Regions from separate parts of the Mus musculus genome. Here region 1 is linked to region 2. The links are chromatin contacts, called in public HiChIP or PLAC-seq maps. All regions are on one chromosome and are shown on one strand. The core of a region is the stretch at or near the end of the contact, and the rest is flanking DNA. Distances in the headings are between cores, read along the strand shown. Region 1 overlaps Pdss2 (prenyl (solanesyl) diphosphate synthase, subunit 2). Region 2 has its middle 22 kb from the start of Gm5079.

Region 1 (2,700 bases), core at 75-2,574, 470 kb before region 2:
CCGTGTTTTCTGTCTCCAGATAGGGCTGTAATTACACACAGGAGGAGGAAAGGCAGTCGAGACCAGTTATGTAAACTCAGCCTTCTTGTCAACGGGATTCTCCGATTGCATTTGTGCAAACCACGGCAACCGTCTGCCAACCGCATGGAGCCAGAATCCGATTGCAGGCCTATGTGAGCGCTTGTATTCTTTCTGGAACTCAGTGTCTGTGTCTCAATATCAAAAGTTGACATTCTGAGGTTAAAACAAAACTCTCACCAACCAAGGCCCAGTACTACAGTTACACTGCTGAAAGCTGGGGACACCAGAGGGAGTCCCCCAGACAAAGTGTCATAAATGGATACGTGGCTTTTGAAATATAGAAACTGGCCTTTGAATTGTATCTTTTTTGTTTGTTTTCCAGACAGGGTTTCTCTGTGTAGCTCTGGCTGTCCTGGAACTCACTCTGTAGACCAGGATGGCCTCGAACGCAGAGATCAGCCTGCCTCTGCCTCCCGAGTGCTGAGATTAAAGGTGTGTGCCACCATGCCAAGCTTGAAATGTGTCCTAAATTTGATCTTTAAGAAAGAAAGGCAGACACTTTCTTATACAATTGAGTCAACACTTGGTAACATTTTAATATTCAATTTCAAGTATTTGGCAGCTTAACATCTCCTTCACTTCTCCCAAATCTGATAAGAACTAGGATGCCCAAGCCTCTCACACTATATGCACATGATTTCAAGACAGCAGGCAACACAGACTTTTGCTTAATGCGTTGAGGTCTTCTCCACTACGACAGACTGGTCATTGGTGTTGATGTGTCCCCCAGAGCTGGCATCCAGTGCTTCGCTCGACACCTGCAGCTTCCAGCTTGCTCTGTCCTCTGTGGAAGGAAAACCACAGCCACCGCCCTGGCGCCATCCCGGGCTTGGTCCAATCAATAAGGACTTATTTCCTGTCCATTTGCTGAGGTCACGGGAGCGAGTCTCATTAATTATTTCTGTTGCTGAAGCCTCAAGTGTGCTCTGGCGTGACAAGTGAAAACCGCGTGACCTTTTTCCTTCTCGTTTTGTTTGTAGTGGTTCCAAAGGATAGATTCATTAAGCAGTCAGATAAAGGACAGAAAAAAAAAATACATATATTTCTAAAGTCATTAAACACGTTACTTATTTCATCACCAAAAGCTCTCCTGTCCGCCTCATTCTCTGGGTTTTTCAGCTAAGGAACAATAGTGTCTTTTTAATTTGGTGTCAAGAAAATCTGGTCACAGCAAACACAATGTTTTCTAAAGCCGATCTGGCCTCTGAGGGAGGGAAGCTCTCCAGGGCCTCTAGTGCCTTGTTTCCATGGTAACGACACAGGTCAATAGCTGAAGTCACACCTTTGCCAGCTTTGATTGTTTCTCGCAACTGTTAGGAAATAAATGCACAATAAGTCAGGTTTTGGTTGTACAGTGAGGACCACAATTTAACTGGGGGTGGGAGTGAGGGACAGGAAACACGTAAATCCAGTATTTCTGCTCTCTCGTCTGGAGAAAGAGGACAGGTTTCCAGGTGCTCTCCAGACACCATCACCTCCCTAAGGCTACGGGAGCCTCGCTCCAGAGCAGCACAATGGCTCCAATCAGCCCAATTACAGCTCCTCTCACAGCCACCCCTTGATCTGCACAGAGTCCCATGCTGGGAAGGCAGTAATGAAGGCCAAGCTGTGGTATCTCTGGCATTTGGAATTCAACAGCGAATTCAACAGCCTCTATTTTATGTGTGTGTGTGTGTGGGAGGGGGTGGGGGGTGGGGAGGGAGGAGGAGCCTCCATTAACATCTTCAAACTTAAAAAAAAAACAATTCAAACACCTTATGTTGATACAATAATCAAAATTCAAGAAAAACACATATTATTAAATCTGAGTATGACTTATTTAAAAACAAAAATATTTTCCTCGGGAAAATGGAACAAAGCATTTTTGCTAATGTAGTGGTTCTCACCAGCCAGCAAATTGACTTCCGGTCTCTCTCTGTGACCAAAGAAAGAACCAAAGGGTCTGACGGGCAATGCTCACCTTTAATTCCAACACTTGGAAGGCAGAGGCAGGTGGATTTCTGTGAGTTAGAGGTCAGCCAGGACTACATGGCCAGACTCTATTTCAAAAAACAAACCAACAAACAGAAAAACAAAGAGGGGGCTGCAGATTTGCCTTGGCCTGCACTCTCCTCCATCTCTGGCGGCTCCCCAAAGCTTCCACAGGCAGCTAGCTGCACGCATATGCGCCAGGCCATACAAGTGACTAGCAATAACATCTTAAAAACACTAAACAAAATCATTATAGTTGTAGTTGGAAAAGGCTTCATCTTTTGAACTTAAATGACCTTGTCCTGTTCAATAGTCTCAGTGAGGGTCTCCCTCACTCCCTCACCTAGGCACCAGGCAGTCCCTGGCTAGCTCACCTGAGGCCAACTCCTCTGACTCTTAGAGACTGGGTGGGGCCAGGTAGTAAGACCCAGTCTATGAGTCATGGAAGATGCATGCTATGGACGGGATGCAGCACGGAACTGTCCGTGGGAATCCCTCTAGGGCTTTCCCTCTGGCGCTGGGGTAGCCCCACAGCAGAGATATTCTACTGCCTGGATACCTGAGTCACAGCAGGGAGCATTACAGCCTTCCTGTGAACGTTTCCTTTTCGTTTTCTGAGACAGGGTTTCTCTGACCTGGATATCCTGC
Region 2 (2,737 bases), core at 232-2,731:
ATAAAATTAGATTTCTAAATAATGAACTCGTAGGCCCAGAAGAAAGGGTTACAAACAGTATATAAAAAAAGCTTTGGAAAATCAAATCTTATAGACCATGGCCTTTACATTAAAACACTGTCCACCACGAAGATGAATAATATATCCTTAAGAAGCAAAGAGCGTACCACGCCTGCAGCCTGCTTTCCACTAACGAGAAACTGGCAGGCGCATGCAGTAAGGACACAAGAGTGCTCACACTGAGATAGTGTGTCTGCACGAATCCCATGTGATGACAGGAAAGTCAGGGATAAATAACTTTAATAAACTCCCCACCTTGAGGCCCAGGAGGGGAGAGCCCAAGCTGTCTCTAAGTTTGGACACAGCATCTTTCCCCTTTGTTTCCTGCACCTTAGTGTAATGCCCATTTGCATATAACCCAGTTATCTCATGTTTGCATGCTTTGCAAACTGAATTACACAACCAAATTGCCTATTACAATTTCCTATTATGTGACACAATTACATAGGAGCACGGTGAGGTGGGAGGATTGCACCAGTACTGGGATGCACTGATTTCATCATGCTTGCACCGAGCAGAAATTAAGGTGAAGCCCTTGCCCTAGGTGAGAGACAGGCTTTAGGGCTCTCTCTCTGATGCAAACACTGTTCAGTATTCTAAGGAAAGGTACTCACGGCTGCTTATCCTGCAAAATTACATCCATAAGGTTTTTTTGGTTTTGTTGTTGTTTTGTTTTTGTAAATTAGCACCCAAGCGACCCCACTTCCAAGCACGAAGCTCCACTCTTCCTCACAAGCGTTTTCAAAGAATACTTGGGGTTACAGCAATGTCCCAGGATCCCACTGGGTCCAAAAGAAGAGAAAACACTATTGCTTTAGATTAATTCTGCAGTACGTTCTCCAGGTCTTGCTCACACCCATGCCCCACACAAACAAATGATGCACTGGCTCAATGTTTTCTCAAGTCCCCAACCCCTCAACTCTCTCTAACTCTCTCTCTCTCTCTCTCTCTCCCTCTCTCTCTCTCTCTCTCTCTTCTTAAGTCCTTAATCAGGATGGAAGACCATATAGGGAGCACGTCTACATGTCTGTCCATTCAACTCGCTTCCTCCCTTCCCCCTAATTAGACCCCTTGATACCAGATCTGTTGCTTGGCATAACTTCTCAGAGGGACACCTTGGTAAGGTCCCCTCAGGTAACCCCTCGCCTCATTATGTTTCATAACAGAGAGGGCTGGGAACACCAGCTAGCTCCTCACTGAGATGGGAGGTGGACTTAGTGTGTCCTTGGTTTATGTCTGCTTCCTGCAGTTCAGCAAAGGAAGGAAGAGGCAGCAAGGGAAGGGAGCAGCAGCCATCTCCCAGGTAGGGTGAGATCACAGTTTCCCAAGTAGGCTGCGGGAATGAAGCAGAATAAAGAGGAGATTAACAAAGGCTGAGTTTGAAGAATCTGCAAATGAACCTGTCAGTTTACAAAACAAAAGCCATAATGTTTCAATCAGCATCAACCCCACCGCAGGCTCAGGCAGTCTGGTTTCCCAGTGCCTAGCTCCCCCATTGTTCTTTAAGAGGCTTGTCACACAATGACAGCCTCATCCTGGTGCTGTAGTAAAACACACCTTATGGCCTTCTGAAGCTTTGTGATGTTACAATAGCACTTAATTAACAAAAGATTGTCCCTGCTGGTGAAAAGGAAAAAATAGAAGATAATTATGATGAAAAGATTGTATTGAATCAATTTATTTAATTTTCTTGCACATATAGAGAATTTAAAAGTAAATTTATTCACAAATGCAGTTAAAGTATGAAACCTTTATATTAATAATTATTTCTCTGTTCGGAATGGAGAGCAATAATCTAACTAACCGATATCTATACAGGAAAAATATTTACTTTATAATGTAACTGATATTTTACATTTTCTTGAAGAGGAGCTGTCTTTTTTTTCTCTTAATTCCTAAGAAATCAAAAATAAGATTAAACAATAACAGAAAATTAAATATTGTGGCTGAGAAAGAATGGACAATAAAGAAATCTAAGTCCACCAAACTCTCTCATACTTTAACAGAATGATATTTAGTTCCTGGAAAGAAAGAAATTTGGCTCCTGGAAAGACCTCACGACTCATTGGCTGCTCCGGGCCTCAGAAGGGCAGTGCTCATCGGACTAGCTGAGAGTTCTACAACTTCATCGGAAGGACTTAGCAGCCTCTCCCCTTCCCATTCAGTCTGAAAGGTCGAGTGCCAATGACCTCGATGACTTGCTTCTCTCGAGCAGACCACTTCCTACCATCTTCTGGAAGTACACTAATGTCCAAGAGCATTCTGGGAGATCTCTTGTCCAGTCAGCATTGAAGACAGGACAGTCACCTATGTCAGAAGGATTTCTGGGATAGGGATTGTGCTGGGAAAGGCCAGGAAATGTATCACCATAGCCCTCTATTTAGCACTGCGCACGTCTCAACATCGTACCTCAGAGCCACTGTGTGGTGCTTTCCTCCTCCACCCTTTATCCCCCACTCTTACCACTGTTTCACCCTCTATCACTAGATAGGAGAGAGAGAGACAGAGACAGAGACAGAGAGACAGAGAGACAGAGAGACAGAGAGACAGAGAGAGATCCCTGACTCTTTTTGGGCAAGACTACTAACAAACTGCAACTACCACCAACACCTCCAGTGATGGTTTATATATGCTTAGCCCAGGGAGTGACACTATTGGAGTAGGTGTGTCACTGTGG

Evidence for each region. HiChIP or PLAC-seq counts read pairs in DNA pulled down with a chosen protein or histone mark.
Region 1: a contact with region 2 is called in an H3K27ac HiChIP or PLAC-seq map of epiblast stem cells, with 5 times the contacts expected there. The contact joins two enhancer-like sites. A contact is called at or near these places in 7 of 484 Hi-C or Micro-C datasets (the MC3T3-E1 cell line, MC3T3-E1-derived osteoblasts, cortical neurons and 2 more), 10 of 115 datasets of contacts at active chromatin or transcription factors (embryonic basal ganglia, embryonic forebrain, embryonic hindbrain and 5 more) and 1 of 9 other capture datasets (embryonic stem cells).

The regions. Positions count from the first base shown.
Region 1 is chr10:43,438,490-43,441,189 of GRCm38.p6, reverse strand. It overlaps Pdss2 (prenyl (solanesyl) diphosphate synthase, subunit 2), which reads right to left. Exons shown (of 8, transcript NM_027772.2): 8 at 942-1,391. The coding sequence ends at 1,233. Among named protein-coding and RNA genes, the nearest start is that of Bend3, 39 kb to the left of the region's middle. Within about 2 kb of position 1,324, at least 95 of the 459 cell types and tissues checked have an H3K27ac peak or open chromatin away from gene starts, as enhancers often do. A contact at or near this core is called in epiblast stem cells, where this site is marked.
Region 2 is chr10:42,967,300-42,970,036 of GRCm38.p6, reverse strand. No RefSeq gene overlaps it. Among named protein-coding and RNA genes, the nearest start is that of Gm5079, 22 kb to the left of the region's middle. Within about 2 kb of position 1,481, at least 7 of the 459 cell types and tissues checked have an H3K27ac peak or open chromatin away from gene starts, as enhancers often do. A contact at or near this core is called in epiblast stem cells, where this site is marked.